Regions from separate parts of the Mus musculus genome. Here all the other regions are linked to region 6. A link is a contact called in public promoter capture Hi-C data. All regions are on one chromosome and are shown on one strand. Each heading gives the region's core, a stretch centred on a gene start, on an enhancer-like site or on the middle of the called end of the contact. The rest is flanking DNA. Distances are from core to core; before and after follow the strand shown. Region 1 overlaps Srpx (sushi-repeat-containing protein). Region 2 holds the start of Srpx (sushi-repeat-containing protein). Region 3 has its middle 110 kb from the start of Srpx. Region 4 overlaps Srpx (sushi-repeat-containing protein). Region 5 holds the start of Lancl3 (LanC lantibiotic synthetase component C-like 3 (bacterial)). Region 6 holds the start of Dynlt3 (dynein light chain Tctex-type 3).

Evidence for each region. Promoter capture Hi-C pulls out the DNA fragments that hold promoters and counts their contacts.
Region 1: a contact with region 6 is called in a promoter capture Hi-C map of the 3T3-L1 cell line, with 11 times the contacts expected there. The contact joins the enhancer-like site here to the promoter of Dynlt3 in region 6. A contact is called at or near these places in 12 of 39 promoter capture datasets (the 3T3-L1 cell line, 3T3-L1-derived adipocytes, the HPC-7 cell line and 6 more), 7 of 484 Hi-C or Micro-C datasets (the 3T3-L1 cell line, 3T3-L1-derived adipocytes, the HPC-7 cell line and 4 more), 2 of 115 datasets of contacts at active chromatin or transcription factors (astrocytes and embryonic forebrain) and 2 of 9 other capture datasets (adipose tissue and pancreatic islet).
Region 2: a promoter capture Hi-C map of second pharyngeal arch cranial neural crest shows a contact between it and region 6, with 3 times the contacts expected there. The contact joins the promoter of Srpx here to the promoter of Dynlt3 in region 6. A contact is called at or near these places in 3 of 39 promoter capture datasets (3T3-L1-derived adipocytes, cranial neural crest and second pharyngeal arch cranial neural crest) and 1 of 115 datasets of contacts at active chromatin or transcription factors (embryonic forebrain).
Region 3: a contact with region 6 is called in a promoter capture Hi-C map of the 3T3-L1 cell line, with 4 times the contacts expected there. The contact joins the enhancer-like site here to the promoter of Dynlt3 in region 6. A contact is called at or near these places in 6 of 39 promoter capture datasets (the 3T3-L1 cell line, the HPC-7 cell line, hippocampal neurons and 2 more).
Region 4: a contact with region 6 is called in a promoter capture Hi-C map of second pharyngeal arch cranial neural crest, with 2.5 times the contacts expected there. The contact joins the enhancer-like site here to the promoter of Dynlt3 in region 6. A contact is called at or near these places in 9 of 39 promoter capture datasets (3T3-L1-derived adipocytes, the HPC-7 cell line, cranial neural crest and 4 more), 2 of 484 Hi-C or Micro-C datasets (3T3-L1-derived adipocytes and myocytes), 1 of 115 datasets of contacts at active chromatin or transcription factors (astrocytes) and 1 of 9 other capture datasets (adipose tissue).
Region 5: a contact with region 6 is called in a promoter capture Hi-C map of hippocampal neurons, with 2.3 times the contacts expected there. The contact joins the promoter of Lancl3 here to the promoter of Dynlt3 in region 6. A contact is called at or near these places in 11 of 39 promoter capture datasets (the 3T3-L1 cell line, the HPC-7 cell line, HPC-7-derived erythroid cells and 7 more), 1 of 484 Hi-C or Micro-C datasets (Sertoli cells), 1 of 115 datasets of contacts at active chromatin or transcription factors (forebrain) and 1 of 9 other capture datasets (liver).

What each region holds. Positions count from the first base shown.
Region 1 is chrX:10,062,353-10,065,455 of GRCm38.p6, reverse strand. The region is part of intron 4 of Srpx (sushi-repeat-containing protein); the gene reads left to right. Among named protein-coding and RNA genes, the nearest start is that of Srpx, 54 kb to the left of the region's middle. Within about 2 kb of position 1,400, at least 5 of the 459 cell types and tissues checked have an H3K27ac peak or open chromatin away from gene starts, as enhancers often do.
Region 2 is chrX:10,115,529-10,118,899 of GRCm38.p6, reverse strand. It overlaps Srpx (sushi-repeat-containing protein), which reads left to right and starts at 1,260. Exons shown (of 10, transcript NM_016911.5): 1 at 1,260-1,456. The coding sequence starts at 1,360. Gm33844 (a long non-coding RNA gene) reads right to left here and starts at 1,203. Exons shown (of 3, transcript XR_386890.4): 1 at 759-1,203; 2 at 1-39.
Region 3 is chrX:10,004,255-10,007,677 of GRCm38.p6, reverse strand. No RefSeq gene overlaps it. Among named protein-coding and RNA genes, the nearest start is that of Srpx, 110 kb to the left of the region's middle. Within about 2 kb of position 1,542, at least 9 of the 459 cell types and tissues checked have an H3K27ac peak or open chromatin away from gene starts, as enhancers often do.
Region 4 is chrX:10,079,138-10,082,366 of GRCm38.p6, reverse strand. All of the region lies in intron 1 of Srpx (sushi-repeat-containing protein), which reads left to right. Among named protein-coding and RNA genes, the nearest start is that of Srpx, 37 kb to the left of the region's middle. Within about 2 kb of position 1,761, at least 4 of the 459 cell types and tissues checked have an H3K27ac peak or open chromatin away from gene starts, as enhancers often do. A contact at or near this core is called in second pharyngeal arch cranial neural crest, where this site is marked.
Region 5 is chrX:9,198,553-9,201,606 of GRCm38.p6, reverse strand. Lancl3 (LanC lantibiotic synthetase component C-like 3 (bacterial)) reads right to left here and starts at 1,634. Exons shown (of 5, transcript NM_173414.3): 1 at 805-1,634. The coding sequence starts at 1,377.
Region 6 is chrX:9,661,076-9,664,323 of GRCm38.p6, reverse strand. Dynlt3 (dynein light chain Tctex-type 3) reads left to right here and starts at 1,341. Exons shown (of 5, transcript NM_025975.5): 1 at 1,341-1,455. The coding sequence starts at 1,426.

The sequences.
Region 1 (3,103 bases), core at 151-2,650, 400 kb before region 6:
TATTTATTTATTTATTTATTTATATTTTTTATTATCAGGACAAAAATCATTTTAAGTTTTTCAAGGGTAAGGAAGTGTACCAGAGGGACTTGGTTACAAAAGCATAGGAATAGTGAGAGAGATGCTTCAGCAATTGAGAGTGTATGTGTGTGCACTGTTCTTGCAGTACACTTGAATTTAGTTCCCAGCACCCAAGTTGGTAGGCTTGGCTGCCTGTAACTCTGCTCCAGGGTGATCTGATGTCCTTTTTTGTCCTCTTATGGAAACCACATACACATGGCACATACATACTTAACACACACACAAATAAAAAATAATTTAAAAACTCAAAGTAAAAGTACAGGAAAAAATGAAAGAGTAAAATCACAACTGTATTCTGTATCAGTTTTTCATTACTGTGATAAAATACTTGACTTTGACAACTCCCAGGAAGATCTATTTTGGCTTATGGTTTCTTTCAGTTCACCATGCCTGGGAGGGTAGAGCAGATCACCTCATGGTGTCCAGGAAGGCATCTAGGAAAGTCTCAGAGAGATCAGAGTGAGGGAGAGAAAGAGGAAGATAAGATTTTCTTAGATTTCTTCTTTTTCAAGTTTTATTCCATTTAGGCTCCAGAGTATGGGATGAGGCCATCTATATTTTTAGGGTATCTCTTTCCCATAGTTAATCACCATCAGAAATACCCACATAGGCATAAGCAGTGGAATGTCTCATCAACTCCCTAGTCAATTATCAAATTAATGGATTTGGCTGCCAAGATTGACCATTGCAATGTTATTATTGACAACTATTTACAGGCAGAATCCACTATTGAGTACAGGATAGAAGAGCAACAGTGATATGGTAGAGTCGGCCACAGCTTTTCACACTCTAATGATTTAACATTATGATGGATGAGAAGGAAGAGCTCAGGAAATATTCATTTATGGTCCTTATAGAAATACAGTGGCTTCTACTGCCTTTCTGCCCTGTTTCTCATGTCAGTGAGACCAGTGTAGCACCCAGCTGACGAAGAAATATATACAATATGGTATTAAGATATAGTCCTGACCCTATGGCAAACTGAGTGCCAGCAAAATGGCAGAATCATCTTTCTCTGATTATGCAGGGTCTCCTGAATCCTATTGTACTTGTCCTGAGAACCCTTGCTCAGTGAGGAAAGATAGAGTGTGCTGAGGGGGTGAGATCTAGACATGCCCATTACTAAGTGGATGTGTTGAGAGAAGGGCACCTCACAGATGCTGCCTCTGGTATCTCCCTGTGCTTTGCTGTATGCAAATTAGCTCTTGAAAACAAACCAGAAGAAACCAATCAAATCTCAGTTCCCTTGTATTAGAAGGAACAGAGATTATGGTGCTGGAGAAGAGAAGCCCAAAACTCTTTCTGCTAAGCAAGCTTTGGCAGGGCACTTGAGGGACATACTGTTCAGATTTCCAGATTGTGCACAACAATGGAAAGAAAATGCTGATTGTTCTCAAAAAGCAGCAAGCATGTCTAAAGCCAGACCAGATGGCCCTGGAACTTACCCAGAGGGAGAGGGAAGAAAGTTAGAAATGAACCACAATTTCATGCAATTTATCTTCCCATTTGCTGAGACAAGGTTCAAATATATGGGAGGAACGGAAATTGGGCACACAACAAGGTGAGAATGGAAAGGGGGCTCAGGTACCCATGAGTTTAGAGCTCCATGCTAAATGACAAGAACAGACAAAGTAAGTTGACAATGTGATTTTGGTGACAGACAAGCTGGAGTTTGTCCCCAGTGAATTTTACTCCAAAGCTATCATTTACTCCTTTGGCTTTATTAATAAGTTTGCTTGTGTGCTGGCAAGAACAAGGCTTCCTTGAGCATAAGTTAGAGGCTCGCCTATTTTCGGAGCTGACACATGGTGCTTGAGTTGTTCCCAGGTTTCCACACAACCTTAAACAGCACATTTTGGCCAGAACTGTGCTGAGTGCTGAGAAAGCTAACTGAGTTCCCTTCCAAATGGGGAAGGAATAAGGAGAATGGGCTTTCTTTGACTCTGAGATGTTCAGTTCTGAGGTCTGGCTAATTTGTAAGTGCCACAAGTCAAGCTAATTCTCTTACTCAGACTAAAGTCAAATTCAGCTATTTAAGAAGTGGGGAGAATCAGATGGGAGGAAGGAAGGCATAGTGTAAGCTGCAATGGGGTGAAGAACTTAAGAAGACCTTCCCCACACTGACTGGAGCTAGCATTGTGTGTAAGACATTTTAATTTCTATCAAATTTCATTAATTTGGTTCTACAGAACAATGGACAGTAGGAATGAACACAGATCTTAAGTTAAAGACTACATTTTAAGTAGACACACCTTTCCGCTAGGAACCAAAATATTTTCCTACTCCAAAACAGGAAGAAAAAATTTAAAGACAGTTTTAAAAGCATGTATGAAGAAAAATTAGCAAATGCCTTTTGGCATGAAGAGAGTACCTATTTTCTTTAACAAAGGACAAAGTATGAACCAAATTGGTTGTTGAAATCCCTCTCTTTTTAAAAAATATTTCCTCCAGAGTAAATAGTCAGGGATTCACCAACACAAGTTAAATCCATGAATAAAAAAAATATTTGAAAGAGCAGATATGGAAATTTATGGCAGACATTTTGCTGTCTGATGTCTTGGTTTAACCAGTGACTGATGGGGATTTTTGTTGGGCTACGATTCATTTTTTTTTCATTGCTACAAATACTAGCACAGCTAAGAATAAATGCACCAGTGCATTGTTACAGATGATCTTATATAAATTTTCTCCGGGCTTGCAAATACACACTCCATTAGGAATCTAATTTCAGTTTTAAAACCATTTGGTTTATGGAAATTCTGGTCACATTTCTGCCTCTCATGATTTACCACTATAACTGAACAGTTAAACTTTCAGTGGCCGACTCTAATATAAATGGCGTTGTGGTTGGGAATCTTTAGTTGTGGTGCTTGCTCATTGCTTTCCCTTCTTGTTTCTTTTGTTGTTTCTGGAAAGTTCCTTGAAGGCATGTAGTGCCAAAGAAATGGAGCCATTTCCCAGAGCGGTCCACAGGGATTGTCCTCTGGCTGGAGAAAGGAAAACAATTGGGCAAGTTTTCAAA
Region 2 (3,371 bases), core at 11-2,510, 450 kb before region 6:
AGTCCTTTCTCATGAAGCTCCTTTGGAGTCCTGGCCAGTCTGTGATAAAATCAACAATTATTCTCTGAAGAGTCTAATCTGAGGGAGGCCACAGAAGGGTCCAGCCTTCCCCATATTTCACAACTGGAGGAGTTAGAAAAAAGTTTTCTCAAATGCCGAAAAGGGTTATATGGTAGCCCAAGTTTGGGGGTTTAGTTAAAAATGGGAAAGGCCTGTTTGAATAAATGACTTAAAAATCTTCTGGCTCTCAATGATCTTGGCCTACGCAAGGGACCACTGTGGCAAGGAGAAAGATCTAGCTCTGCAGTGGATATGATTCCTGTCTAGTCGTCTAGCCGTGGGACTCTGTGAATCCAATGGTAACTGCCTGGATTTTGTCTTCCCCAAATACCTCCAAGAAACCAGATCCATCCTGGGGGCAGCCTAGAAACCTTATCCTGATGCCAGAATGTAGCCATGCCAACCCATAGGGTGGAGGCTCTGGGCTGGTCCTGCTGTTCTTAGGACGGTGGAGAACAACCCAGGAGATGGATAGATCTGGCTGCTGGGAACTACCGCTGAATCTGCGAGGCTGTGGGTAGGCAGAGAACTTCCTGTCTCTTGTGTTCCCCATCACCTGGCCCTTAAATCCCATTCTACACTGCAGCACAGCATGGAATGCATAAGGCCTAGCCTTTGGTAAAAGAGAAACAAACAAACAAACAAACAAACAAACAACAACAACAAAATCTGTAGAATGGGCCTTGGCGCTGGTGTACCTTGCTTCCAATCCAGGGTCTGTCCAAATCAAGTTCCTGACTGACTGTTTAAACTCCGGGCATAGTCTTGAGTGTCAAGCTGGTGAATGGGGCCATGGCATCCAGCTTCAGTGGGAAATCTCAACTCCTAGGTCGCCTGTTTTTCTATGTGACACACAAGTGCTTCTGTCTCCAGCACGCACGCAGGGATTCGTTCCAAGGTCCCAGGACCTCTGCAGTCACTAGTTTGTGTCTTGGTGTTGGGGGCAGGGGGTGCAAAAGGAGCAAAGGATACTTTTGGATGTAATAGGTTTCTAGGGCCTCTAGCTGGAGACCTCCGAGGGGGAACGGCCCCGGTTTCCAGAAAGAAGGGGTGGCACAAAAAAGAGGGGGTGGGCAAATGATGGGGCGGGGAGCCCTGAACCACTCTGCGTTCCAGGGAGGAGGAGGAAGGAGGGCAGGCCCTGACTAGAGGGAGGGAAAGAAGGAATCCACCAAGGAGGAGTTTTCCAGCCTGGCTTTAGAGGCTCTGTCTCACTACACAGCCCCTCGGTCTCTTGGCCTCCTCCAGCCCCTTAAGTGAGCTGTGCAGCCTGCCCTGCGGGGGAAGCGCCGGCTCACCATGGGGAGCCCGGGACTTCGGCCCGAGCTGCTGCTGCCTCAAGTACTGCCGCTGTTGCTGGCGCTGCTGCACGTCCTGCCGAGCCAGGGCTTCCCAGGTAGGAGCTAGGGATTGGGGTGTGTTTCCCCAGTTAGTCATCTAGGAACCTCAGAAGTGTCTGCCGAACCCCCTGCCCTGCAACAGCAGGAGATGGGGGGGGTCTCCCTTTGTTTACTCTGAACTCGTCTTTCGCAGTCCCAGGAAGCGGGTCTGAAAGAGGAGTGTGGCTCCCGATTAGGTACAAGAAACTGAGTTCTCTCTTGCAGCGCTTGGAGCCGGAGCCTGAGCACCTTCTGCTCCTAGGGCTCCAAGGTTTAAACCAAACCCTCTTGGCATAGAAGGCTATGAAGAGAAAGTTTGGCCACGGGCTCTTTTGCTTCTTTCTCACCACACTGCATAGCTTCTTTTGCTCCCCACCCCAACCCCTCACAGGGTTTTGATGGCTGTCAGTGCTCTAGGCCTGACAGTTTATTTTGGGTAGAAGCTCCAAATCTTGGCCCCACTCTGGAGCTGAGGAGCTCCGAAACTCTTGTGGACTTTACTAGCCTAGCCGAAGAGCCTTCGTGCATCCTCTTGTCCAGTCTGCTCCCTGCTCCCTCCTGCTCCCACCCCATCCCCCGAACTGCGCCAAACTCTGGGATTCCGAGAAAGTTTGTTTCTCTAAGGGAGAAGTGCCAGCTGAGAGTGGTGACATGTGGCATGCACTTGGTTAGCACCAGGGAAAGCAGGAAAGGCACAGGATTGTGTTGGAGGGCGTGGTCTCCAACAGCTAAGGGGACCCTGGTATTTACTGGGTTTTCACAGCACAGGGAAAATTCTCTTTGGAAGTGCTTGTTTAAAAATATCTAGTTAACATCCTCACAATGAAATCTCAGGCTTACAGAAGGTGTCAGAGGGGCAGGGCTATTTGTTATGGACCCCTGTGGCCTTGGAATGAAGAGTCAATCTATGCAGGCCCCTTTAGTTGTCTGTTTCTAGAAAGGTGGGCCATGCATTGTAAAGTATGTGAATAATGGTCTTCGTGTTAGACATCACTACGAACAGTTTAAATCGGGGGCTTGAGAAGAAACCCCCAGGAAGGGAGCTGGGTAGATGTAGGTAGGGTGGCTTTTGGTCTTTGAATGTTCCAAATGAGTGGATGGATGGATGGATGGATGGATGGATGGATGACATGTGAGTTACAAGACAGGAGCATTCTTTGTGTTTTGTGCTGATGCTTACAGGTTTGAAGTTTCGTAGGAACTAATTAGGGGCAAAGTGCAGAGGGGGCTTTACCTTAGTTGCTAGAGAAATGTCATTTTATGAGGCTGATGTCTCCACTCACTCCCTTGGCAATAATTGTGTTAAAGGGAGCTTAGAGGGGATCTAAATGAAAGAATCTCAACCTCTGGTTGAGCCTGTCCTAGGGAGGCTCCCCTTTTTCGTTTGCTATCCTCCCCCCTCCTGCTCTCTCCTCCCTGCTCCTTTCTCTCCATCTCTACCCTTATATAGTATAGCTGCCAAGCCTCAGACACCCACAGAATCCTAGATTTGCCAGCTCAGGCACTTACTACAGCTTATGTTTTGGGACTTGCCTTTGAGTTTCTTGGCTCAGTCGGCTAGCCTGCTGGTCCCGCCTCCTGACAGCCAGGCAGCCACCAGGTTCCTCTTTGCCACTATTCCTGTTGATCCCTCACCTGCCCTCTGGCTCCACTCAGGTACCCTGAAGCTTTGCAGGAGCACTTCCCTGGAGGCCTCACTCCCATTTTTTTCTAGTCTATTTCTAGCCTGTTTCTTTAAGAAATATTTATTTTACTTGTTGATATTGTATTTATACCATTTTCCCCTTTGTTTTCTGCCCTGCAAGTCCTTCCCTATACCCCACCCCCTTGCTTTCTAAACTACAGAATACTATTCCAATTGGAGTCCTCTCTTGGCACATATCAATGGATTATCTTGGGAACTGAGCTCTGCTGGGGCTGTTGAATTCAACA
Region 3 (3,423 bases), core at 293-2,792, 340 kb before region 6:
GCGAATGTTGTGATTGGTGAAAACGTGGTCCTTCATTTGCATAGTAGGCATTTTGTTATTGGTAAAAACCTGAGTAATGTGGTCCAAACACGATCTTTCATTTGTATAAGATGCATTCTTCAGACCATGATAAAATAGAGAATGCTCTGATGGTACAAATACAGTCCTTTATTTGCATATTAGTGCAATTATGAGTTGTTTAAAATTGAGTGGAATTATTTGTCGAAATACAAGCTTTCATTTACATTAAATGCTTTTCTAAGTGATAAAACGGAGACTCTTCTGATTGCTACATACACAATCCTTTATTTGCTTAGTATGGCTAGTATGACTTGGATAAAATTAAGTGCTTTGATTGGTTTAAATATAAGGCTACATTTACTTGAGAGGTTTGGTTTTAACTGGTGCAAAACATTCTTTAGATTGGTCCAAACACAAACCTTCATTTGAATAAGATGCTTATATCATCAGTAAAAAATTAAAAATTTTAATGAAATAGTTATATATAATGTTTCTGTTTTTGTTATAACATCTAGGAGTCCTGTGATCTCTTTTGTTAGGTTTCAGAAACAAGGCAAAAATAAAATTTAGGATCCCTAGTTGTCCATTTTAAGAATCTTTGTATATGTTTATATATATATATATATATATATATATATATATTCTTCCCTATTCTCTGCTGTAGTCCTAGCGATCTGGGATGGAATTTCATAGGCTGCCAGCTTTTTCCTTTGCCTCCCGTTTGTTCCTTTGTTGTGATGTCCTCTCACCTTCTTTCACTCACTGTCAGCAATGAAATCCTAAGGCCAGATGTGATTTCATGACCATGTTGTCTTCACTGACGTTGGTGTTTAGAACTAGGGAAACAATTCCCACTCTTGGTTGCTCTTACCATTAAATAAAGATCTTGAATACTGACAAAAAAAAAATAAGAGACGAGCAGTGTTGATTCTGATTTTTCTGGTCCATTACAACACATAAATTGATAACATCATAGGTCCCACTGACTGCTAATAACTCATTGATCATTCATTCATCAGGCATGTATTACAAGCCAGTATAGTTCACTGATCCCAAGGTACATATTTCTTTTCTGGTTTTAACATCTCTGAAGTAACAGAATCTTCAAAATAACATCATTTTCAGTCAAGGTTCTGGTGGAAAACACAACAGACTCAAATGGGAATTAGGGAAAGTATCACAAAAGTAGTATTTTGTAATGGTGTGGGCATGGGGAAAAAGAACTCAATAAAGTTTGAGGCATTCAAATTTGACAGCAACAAGAAATATCTATCCTAGGCTTGAACAGTGTGTGACTATGGGAACCTAGAAAGAACTGTATGTATAAATTTAGTTGAAGTCACAAGTCCTTTCTCTTCCTGTCCTCTGAGCTCTTGCTGTTGGCTGAAACTGTTCCAAACTAACCAAAACCCGAGTGTAAAAAAAAAGGAGCAGAGCAGAATGCCTGGAGAGTTTTAGAGTCCATCAAATGTTTGTGGCTTCTACCACAGGCTAGCCATCTGTTCTTGTTTATGTTTTAGTTGGGACACAGCCACACACATTCTTTCACATATTGTTTATGGCCATTTCAATACTAGAAGAGCAGAGAGGAGTCATTGTGACCAAGACCATATGACTCATAAAGCTCAATTTATCATTTTTTACTTTAAGAAAATGTTTTGTCCCATGACCACTGTCAGGGTAGGTCAATATGAAGTCTAAAACCTTAGCTACCACCCTTTCTCACTGTACAGTAGAGCCAGGAAACAAAACAGCTGGAAGAAAAAGCTAATTAGTGTAATATTTATTAGTGTAATATTTACTATGAAGAAAACATTATAGAAATAAGTCAAGGACATTTCTTTAGTGGACAACTAGGTTTAAAAGTAAGAGGAGACAGTTACAGCTCTAGATCATAGTTCCTTCACCCATGCCTTTTGGCATTCTGAGAGACAACATCACACACACACACACACACACACACACACACACACACACACACACACACTTTAAATCATATACTACATCATGAAGCTATTTCTTCATCCTCTCTAAATGTTCCGTATTAGCTGATTCTGCAACTGAACTTTAGACATCAAACCAACTATTTTGAAATGATTGATGAGAATTGGTAAAACTAATCAATTTCACTGCATGAACCCAGAGGTGCACATTCTTCACTGTGAAATAAGTTCCTTGGCCAGAAGTATGTAAGGTGTTCTTTGAGTTTAAGTATGTAGTACATTCACATAATAGGGAAAATAACATGTCTCCACTTTCTAACCTTAGGGCTATATCACCCATTTTATTTTTGTTAAGGCTTTGACTATTTTTATATACAGGTTGAATTTTCATTCATTAAGGGGAGGCCAAAGTGAATGCCAGTGCCATAGTCCAGATGTGGGAGACAAGTGAACTAAGAACAAAGTGAGGGGTGGAAGCAATAGCTCAGATCAGAGAATTGTCCTGCACCACTTTTCCCTTTCAAATGGAAACTACATGTTTATCTAGTCTATGTCAGCTCAGCAAATGCCCATGTCTTCAAAGACAAAGAAGTGTAAAAACAGGGAGGCGAGACAGCACATAATCAATCTTCAAGACATACAATCTTATCTCCCAGAGCTCAGAAGAATGTGAAGACAACATGGTAGAGATATTGGGAAAGTGAATTTAATGAGCAATACATCACACTTTGCATCAGGTGCAGGATGGCATACAGCTTTAGTCTCCCATAAATATTCCATTCAGAAGCTTAGAAGCTAACATGTTAAACATTTACATATTGTTACTAATTTTGTACTAAACATGTTTGGGTAAGAAAACAGGAACTTTGTAGCCAACAACAAAATAGCCAAATGAATGAAGACTTTTTATCATCTCTTGAGATTAAAACATTGATTTCTCAGTGTTCTATACTTTTATTGCCATATACTTAAAAACAAATACACACGTACACACACACACACATCACTGAAAATTTTGTGAAGAGGACTAATATCATATTAGGTGCACTTACTACAGAAAACACTGAAGTATCACACACAAAAGACAAGAAAGGGCCTTAAATGCCTATTGCTAAGCAAAAGCAGCAAGTCTGTAACGAATCTTCATTATGTTTCTGTATTTATCAAAAGAAGCAGTATAAAGTATCACCTTAAGTCAAAAATAATGTCCAAATATTGTATCATCAATTCTAAAGTAAATGTGCTCCACTGCTTCAAGGAGTTACTTAGGAGGAACTGTGGAGATAAATAGTATATCAAAACTCTCTGTAGCTTCTATTCAGGTTTTCTATAAACCCAAGTTTTCTCTAAGCAATAAAATCTCTTCACTAGAAACAAGCAAAATAGGCCAACTTCTTATAAGAAAAATAAGTTAGGAGACTATGTTGGCACAAGCGAATGAACACGTGTATAGATGATT
Region 4 (3,229 bases), core at 512-3,011, 420 kb before region 6:
CTAATCAGCAGAGAGTTGCCTGAATCTTTGAATTGTAACAAACTCTCTATAGACTGTTTTTACACACACACACATATATATATATATATATATATATATTCATACCTGTGATAAGTTTTTAATTTATAAATTCTGCAAAGAGATTGACAATTTTAGAATTGAATAATCACAAGTATAATGTTATGAAAATAATTACCACTATATTATAAGTTAAGAAAATACAGTCTCTTGTAAACACACATTTAATATGGTGTTCCTCCTTCTAGTGAGATGTGAGCCAATCCAGTACCTATAAGGTGAGATGAAGTACCTATAAGGTGAGATGAAGTGAGACTAATAATTATTAGTCTTATGATTATTATGATTATTATGATTAGACTAATGATTATTAGACTTATGCGATAGTTTGGCTTTTGCACTTGGAGATAGGGCAGGTGTTAAGATTTTATCAATAGGAGATTTGAGTCTATTATAGATCACAACAACTTCAGCATACGAGCTTTTCCCTTTTCTACCTTGGGAATTTTGACTTTCTTTTAACTCAGAGAAAAACCTTACATCTTCTCTCTGGCATATTGGAGTTGCCAGCTCCCGTGCTTTGGAACCATCATTAAGCAAAATAAGGTTACATGAACACAGATACTATGATACCATAACCATTGATCTTAAAGCAAATAGCTCCCAAATGATGAATGGGTGAACATTATAAACAACTTGCATACTCTGGATAAAGGTGATTTAGGTCCCAGGTCAGAACATGTTATTTCATCCTGCTATTTGGGATGATATGAATTTAAAGCCTGTGAGTTAAATATACCTGGAATTTTCCATTTAATTTTATTGAACTTCAGTTATGCATGGCTGACGAACTACAGAAGGTAAAATGTTCATCTCCTTCTGTGTTCATAATGATCATGTTTACAGTGCCCAGTATTCACACGAGGCTATTGCTTACTAGATCCTGTAGTTACAGGTCCTTTCCTATTGCTGTAGAATGTGTCACTGGACATCAGTAGTCTAGAAAAAAAATCAATCTGATCAAATGTAGATACATACTTCTTTTGCTTTCTTTCCTTTCTTTTTCTTTTTGTTTGGGTGGTTGGTTCTTGACACATGGTCTCACTGCATTGTCTAGGCTGGCCTTGAACTTATGGATACTGTCTTTTCTCAGCCTCCCAGATGCTTGAATTAGAGAAGTCACAATGCCCAGCATTTTCTTGCTTTAAATGTGTTTTCTCTCTTATCCCACACTAAAAAGAGCCCAGTATTAAGGAGGTACCACATATTTCTTTACAGAATATTAGCATGGGATGTGGTAAGGAATGCTATAAAAGCAGGACTCCTAATTTTTTTTGTCACAGTGCCTTATTAAAATCTACTTGATGCTATCATATTTTCTTCCAGGAAAGTGAGTTCATATAGTAAAAATGAGTTCAGGTTGATTATGGAGTAGGTGACAGCACTCAGGTGAGGCATCCATAGTGAGTGCTGTCCACTTTCTCAGTGACATTAGTATAAAACCGAGGATGTGACTTTTAACGAAATATATTGATATATTATAAATAGATCAATAAATAACTAGTAAATTATATTTAGAATAAAGGTCACAAGGGGGAAAATTCCTGACAAAATATTAAGAATTCAGAACTAAGTACAAAGTCACTAAAAATCAAAACAAAAGCAACAAACAAAGCCAACCTGATCCTTGTGGCTGGTGGTGTATCACAGAAGCAATACATCTGGTTCCCATTATGTATCATGTTGAATGAATAGTTCATTTAGGCAACTGGCTAGGGTTTTTCATTGGTCTCAAATCTCTCTCTACTCCCCGCCGGATGCTAAGGAAAGTTATGGCATGAGGAAAGGAACACTATAGTTCTCTTCCAAATTCTAGATCCTTAATGAAATCTCAATAGAAATAATGCACAGTACTTTGAGGCCTCGGTGATTTTATCAATGTAGGGATTCCAAGTGAAAGGGAGAGAGCCCAGGAAAACCCTTCTTTGAGCAGTGGTGAAGTTGTGAGTGGCTACTTTAAAAACATCTTTTGAATTAGAGTTTCCTGCAAGGGGAGCAGAATTACAAATGGAATTGGCTTTAGGTTTAGCTAAGGGACTGAGTCATCCATGCCTTAGAATTCCCAATTTCTGAGCCAATGTAGCATTAGCCTTTGTGTGGAAGAAGCATTCTTTTCAAAGAGGGGTAATCCAAACCATATGCAGGCTGAGGGGATTATGTCACATTTACCCTCAAGTAAGAGATTTCTAAAGGGATCACCTTTTATAGAGAGACCTTATAAGAAAAGCCCCCTTTTTCTTTGCCCCCTGCCTGCTTTTTCCACCGCTTCTTATTCTGTGGAAAACTTTTAGCTAATATGTATGATTCTTCTTTGCTTCACAAAGCCCAGCATCCTGAGCACATTGAGTCTTGTCGTTTACTTTATTGTCTCCCTTGGGATGTCTATTTTTGTAAACAAGTTATCAGGTGTTTTATAGGGGTTGATCTATATATTCAGGTTGAATATAAATAGAAAATGTTCTTAGAGTAGCAACTAATACCCATTTATTTTCTTTGAGCCAGTTTTTGAAATTAATAACTGATAGGATGCCTCCATTCACGTTTATATCAGCTTGGATGTATTCAACTTCAAGCAACAAGCACTACTCTGCACAGTAGCTTAAACTGAAAGGACATTTATTGTTGATAAAGGAAGCACAGAGGTAAGTGGAATCTAAAGGTTATTTAGTTGCTAAATGAGATCATCAGAGACCCCAGGGTTATTTTTAAATTCATTCATTCTACCATCCTCAGCTGAAATAACCAATCCTAAGAATTTGAACCTCATGCTAACGAAATGGATCGGAATCACTATACATATACAATACCCTCCAAAGCATGAAAGGAGAAAAAGAGAAGAGTCTTGTCCTTCTGAATGTGTGTCTGTTCTCTTTGGGAACAATGTTACAGTATGATCCTCCATAAACAGAAGTATGTTAATCTGCTTAATACTAGTTTCCATGGCTATTGCTAAAGCAATTATTGGAAAGGGCAATCTGCTTGAACATGGAGCCACGATTTCCTCCCCATAGCAAGAGAAGCTTAGAGCTAACCCATCCTCTGACCTGTTGTTAAGCAATGACTAGCTGGATCTTCAGTGCCAGCCTCTAACTCCAGCAACTTAATAAGCAGCAGAAGCAAGAAGACTGTAAGGTCAAAGTCTGTGCTGTCT
Region 5 (3,054 bases), core at 385-2,884, 460 kb after region 6:
AGCTAAGTACTGATATTAAGATGGGTTTAAAAAACGCATTTGATCAAACTGAGTATATTTTTGTCTACACTTAGTTATTTTAAAAGACCACACTCGCATCAGATACACATGTATTATGAGTCACAGGGTGAATGTAATAGTAAATAATACAGTATACACATCAGACCTATACACAGCCAGCTTACTATTGGTTACAGGCCCAGGAGTCCAAAAGCAACTTTCCTGCACATCACTCCCTACAAGTTTCATTACTTTTTAAAGACTCTAATGTTCAAGGGCATTCTTGCTAGCACTGTTCAACAGAAAGAAAATAACTACCCTCCCCCCTTGTTTTTAAACACTCACTTTTAAGGGCCACAAGGTCAACCCCTAAAAAGCTATGGGGCGAAGAGGGATCTGGAGTGATGCCACAAACTTCACTGCAAAAAACAAAACAAAACAACACAAAACAGGAGTAAGGCAATGCCAGGTAATCCAACAAAAGGGGGGGGGGGAAGAGAGAAAAAGAAAGGGAGAGGGGGGAGGGAGAGAAGGAGAGAAGGAGGGAGGGAGGGAGGGAGGAAGGAAGGGAGAGGGAGAGAGAGAGAGAGAGAGAGAGAGAGAGAGAGAGAGAGAGAGAGAGAGAGAGAGAAAACACGGGCTGGGGGGGGGGGGGACAAGCACAGCGCACAAAGAAGTAACAAAGAAGTAACAAAGAGTGCAGGGCGGTGCTGCAGGCGTCGAGGAGTCCAGGCAAGCAGGACCCCGCGGGCGCGGGCGCGGGCAGCGGGCGAGCGCCCTCCGGCGGCCGGGATTGCGTCTTACCTCCTGGGCGAGCTTCTGCTTGAGCACGAGCGCGGCGCACAGGTAGCCGGCGCGACCCACGAACAGCTCGTCGGAGCCACAGTCCAGGAAGGAGACCGGCGCGCAGACGGCGCACAGAGCCCGGAACTTGCCGAGGGGCTGCACGTAGTCGGGGCGGCCCAGGGCGTGGTAGACCAGCGTGGCCACCGCATACACGCCCGCGCCCCCGAGCAGAAAGGCAGCACGGGTGTCCGCGTCCGTCTCGCCCCACTCCTCGGCGCGGAGGCACGCGTCGATGAGGCGCTTGGCGAAGCGCAGGTAGCGCTCCCGGGCGGCGGCGAAGAGCGGGCTCTGGGAGACGTGGTAGAGCATGTAGGCCACCCCGGCCACGCCGCTGTACAGACCCCCCTGGCAGCTGCTGCCCGCGCCTGTCGCCCCCCGAGCCTCAGCGCCGCCCCCCAGCGGGGGCAGCTCCTGAAGAATGCGTTCGATGGTGGAGGTGACCAAGGGCGCCACTGCCTCCTCGCACTGGCCCGCCAGCAGGCTGCCCTGGTAGTCATCGAAGCGGTTGGCGAAGCAGCGCTTGGTGTCCATGCTGTCGCCCGCGGGGTCCCGAATGTCGAGCTGGGCACCTTTGGAGGGCGCGCCCTGAAGCCCGGAGCAGTACCTCCTGCTCTCAGAGGCGCGCTCGCTCAGATGGCTGTGGATGAGGTGGTGGAGGATGGAGCGAGGAGGGTGAGACGGGAGGTGACAAGACGAGGCAGGCGCAAGGAGGGATCACGGAGCCAGTGGCCAAGTGGGACAACGAGCTGCCGCGAGGCTCCGGGGTGGCCCGAGGCAGAGCTAGGAATGCGTGTCACACGTTCCCCTCCCAGAGGCCGCGCCCTCTCCAAACCGCCCCCTCTTGCGCTGCCGCAGCTCTGAGGCTCTCCAAGGGGCCGAGGTGATCTCCTCAGGCAGGACCCACGCGGGGCCGCGCCACTCCTCCCGCTCCGCCCTCGGCTCCTCCCCTCCCTGCAGAAGGCCTGGGACGTGCAGGGCACGGATCAGGAATGCTGAGGCTGGCCGTTAGCACACCTGGCAGCAGAGGTGATGACTTCCAGTCCCCTGTGTCCTCAGAGTCTTTGCCTCAGTTCGGTGCCAGCAGCACCTGGAAGCGGCATTAAAAGAAAAAGAAAAAAGACCAACGCAGCACCGGGTGTTTCGTCTCAGACTTAACTGAATAGAAAGTCAGAGTATATACCAAGAGCCCTAGGTTATAAGCATCTTCAGTTAAGTTTGTGACGCCTCTGAACTAGACTAAAGTCCCAGATAATTGACAACTGGGCATCATCTTTCAAGCTCGGTCACAGTGGCGTTTTCATTCAAAGTGTCTCAGTATCAAGAGCAGCAGCACTGTGTGTGTGTGGAGGGGGGGGGGGGTAGCATGCTTTATGTTTTTAAAGGAAGAAGAAGTTCTTGGTGTTTGTCGCCTACTCTATTATTTTGCTTGGCGTACACAGGAATTAAAAACCCAAAGAACCACACTACATTTTGGAAGAGAGTGGCAACTCCCCTACCTCCACCTACCCCTGCTCTCTTCTTTCACTGATCCCTCATGGAATTAGAAAGAGACTAATAGACATCTTTAGATCATTAGCTAGTTAGTACACGGATAAAGCTGTCCCTCCTGTTTATCCTTCACAGAGATTATTCCCATTCTGCTCTCCTTTGTGCTTTGAAACTTAATAAGACAGTAACTACACAAGTTCCCAGACTGCTTAAGGTTCCACCTGAGTGGAAAAGACAGAAAACAAAACACATATGCTACTTTTCTTTCTTATGTTTAGGTCTTTTAAAATAATTCTTCCTTCCAAAAAGTATTGACTATTGAAGGCTGAAGAGGTATTTGTATTTTGAGAAACTGAAAACACAAGTGTAAGTTGTTCATAGGAAAGTTTTTGGCACTCTGTACAGAAAACTACTTCACTTGTTTTAAAGATCACTGCTGTTGGGAGCATATTTGCCACGAAAGTGTCAATGATTGCAATGTATGAAATAAATCATAATGATCCATTTTCAATCTGAGGTGTGTTTAGAGCTCATTAGAGAATCACGATTTAGCAGGAGGAACTAGGCCCCTGTCCATCTTAGTTGGCAGCTGGTGCTAGATGCTCTCTGTTCATCCTAAGGATGAAAAGTTACAGGAAGTTTGCTACATGGCTGCACCTATATATCAGATAAGGAGGGAATCAGGACTGGGAGAGTTTGGTCAGCAGATAAGAGCATTTG
Region 6 (3,248 bases), core at 92-2,591:
CAACTAAATCAATCAGGAATATAAATTGACTCTCACATTCCTGGTTATAAAACAAAACATAAACATCATTATTTCAGTTCCTCCTACTTGGGTCTTTTGTTACTTGTAGCCAAAGGAACATATTAATAAAATTACAATGATTTAAAGTAAATTCTCAAAACTATTTGGTATTTTTCCAGTTGAAAGATCATTGAAGTTTGCGTATGGAATGTATGGAGTGTTTCCTTGAATGTATGTGCATCATATGTGCTTAGAGCCTGAAGAGGCCAGAAAAAGGGGTTGGGCCCCCTTGAACCAGAGATACAGACAGCCTATAGGCAATACATGGGTACTGAGTACCAAACCTAGGTCCTCTGCAAGAGTAGTGAGTGCTAACTTCTTAGCCATCTCCCCAGCCCCAATCACTTTGCTTTTTGCAATGACCCATAATAGAAGAGCCAGTACTGCAAAAATCACAGTATCAAGGTTGATTCAATAGTCACAAATTGAGAGTGGTGAATTGGGGGACCTGAGGATTTAGTTACTGTCTATATAGGCTTCAAGTTACTTCATGTCTCTTAATTCCTGTTCTACTTTTAAAGTAATAGAAAGGGATTAGAAAACTAAGGAACCTTCTGACTTTGATAGTGGGGAACAAAATAGAAGTCATTGTGTTGGGCTGAATATCCCCACCACCATCACCAGACATATCCACATTTGAATCCCAGTACACGGCAATGCCCTACCTTGCATGGCAAAAAACATTTTGTACATGTGGTTAGAGCTAATACAGGAGAGGTGGTGGTGGCTTTGAAGCTGTAGGAATATAGGTAGTTACTACAAGTTGAAGAGGGACATCAACTTTAGGAGTTGTGTGTACTGTATCTTATTTGATCCTTATAACGAGTCTCCAAATAGAGGGATTTATGTTATGGGAAAACTGAATCTTGTGTGTGTGTGTGTGGGGGGGGCGGGTGTATATTTTTCAAAGTCAGTAACTAGTACGGAGAGAAATCGAAGTTCCTTGCTCAGCTGCTACACTCGCTTGCTGGATAACTGTGGATGAACGAATTTTGTGCACATGGCCACTGCAGGAAGCCCAAAATCACCTGTGCTAGCTAACTTTCCCCATGGAAGCTCTTTGAGGTCTTAACGTGTGTCCCTTATTTTCAGAAGACTAGCCTGGTCTTAAGTGCACTTAAAACCTAGCAGGGGTACCCTTAGCCCCGCTAAAGGGCTCAACTCAAACAGAGCCCCTCCTCCCTGTCCTTTAACCCCGCCCTCCCTGCTCTTTTAACCCCGCCCTCCCTGCTGTTTGCGTCAGAAAAGCAGGGCCTGCGTAAACGCCCTGGGTCTGGAGTGGAGGCGGGGCCTCCCCAGAGGCCAGTGCGCAGCTGAGGACCTGGACAGAAGGCTTGCTCCGCCCCCAGGACTCAGAAAGCCACCATGGAGGGGTACCAACGGCCCTGCGATGAGGTACCGCCCCTCTGGCGCCAGGAAAAGCCCCTCAGCTCTCTCTGACTGGCTGTGGGGACACTGCGGGGTGGTCTCTTAGTTCTGGGAGAGTTAAGATGCAGCTTCTCTTTAGCCTGGGTCTGCTCCGTGCGGCCTGGATCCTTCTTGCCCTTAGGCTTCTCGCTCTCCCCGCCCCTCCCCCGCCCCTGAGATCCTTAGGGTGGGCAGATCGTCGCTCTGGCCTTAGTGAGCAAAAGCGCTTGGGGGCAGTCGTCAGGGTCTGCAAGGGCCGAGAGGTTGTAGGGAAGGCCAGAATTTGGGTTACATAGGCAGGCAGGCGTGGGCGAGCCCCGCCCGTTTGCGATCAGGGCCTGGGAAACCCGTCTTCTCTCTGCTTCCTCCACCCCTTTGGGCCTCCTTGTGCTGGTGCTGCAAGGTGGCTCTAGTCCCGGGAATTCTTCCCAGGAAAGGCTAGAGGAAGTGCTTTATGGATTAAGAGCCCTTGCTCACTGATTCATGTTTCCCTAAGCCTCACCAGAACTCCATGATGTCGGTTAGTTTCCTGTTACAGAAGGTAACCGACTTTTCATGGCGACAAAGTGATAGGCCCCAAGTGAAAAGAATGACAGGTGTTCCATTTGAACCCAGGTCTCTGGCTTCATACTTAAGCCCTTATTTCAAGGAATTTGAGGATGAGGGCTGTTGAATTGTTGCACAGCCTGTAAGAGTTTGCAAGGACAGCGTAGACAGAGATGTTCTGCACCTCCTAGCAAAGGTGCAATGGGATCTATTTTGCACTACTTCCTAAATACATGTAATTTCAAAAGAAATTGGAGTGAAGACATAGTCCTAGTGTGCTTGGCTAGCACAGGAGACGCCCTGAGCCCAGAAGAGACAGAGATGCGTCCATAGTATTAGGCGACTTTCCAAACTGTGGTGAAATGTGTATCTTTTATTTCTTAGGCCAATTTTTGGATGGGATTTTGAAGTAAAAATGATATTTTATCACAGGCCCAAACTATGAGACCTTTTTTCATAATGCCTCCAACAATTTAGATTTTCGTTCCTTTTTTTTTTTTTAGGAGAATGGTGGGAAATTGTATAGAATAATTAATAGAATTAAAATATGGAAATCTATACTTAAAGCATAACTCAGGAGTTGACTTGTTTCAAGTAGTTTGAAGTTCCCTAGTGGTTTTTAAAGCACAGAAGTGCTGTGCTGCTTTCCCAGTGCACTCAGCATACCTCCCTGGAAGTCATTTGGTGATACCTAAAGCATCGTGCCTTGTATTTCAGGCTTATCACATAACCTAGTTCTGCACTAGAGGACACGTAGATGCTACTGAAAATCCTTCTTAACCTAAGATTCTAACAAGCTGCTCCAAAAAGTATATACCAATTTATATAATTAGAATAACATAAATTTCTAATGACAGAGTATTGCTGTAATCTTATAATTGGGAAAGCAATGGTTTGACTCACATCAGTTCAAAATAAACTTGAAAATGACAGTTGAGCATACTCTTCTTATGGCCCACTTTAGCTGAAATGATTTCCTGTATACTGATAGCACACAACAGACATCAGTAATAGCTGCTGAATACCAATTTCTTAAGCTTTATTATACAACGATTATCTAGAATAATCAATACACTCACTATTGTAAAAGCACTTTTCAAAATGGTATTTGCCCAGGTTCTGCCCAATTCTAATGGCTCCAAATTCATAGGGAATAGGTGCAGGATCCTCAGGAGACCCAATACTCCTAGCACTGTGGTCTTCTGTCACTATGGTTTTCTTAGGCCAGATGAGAG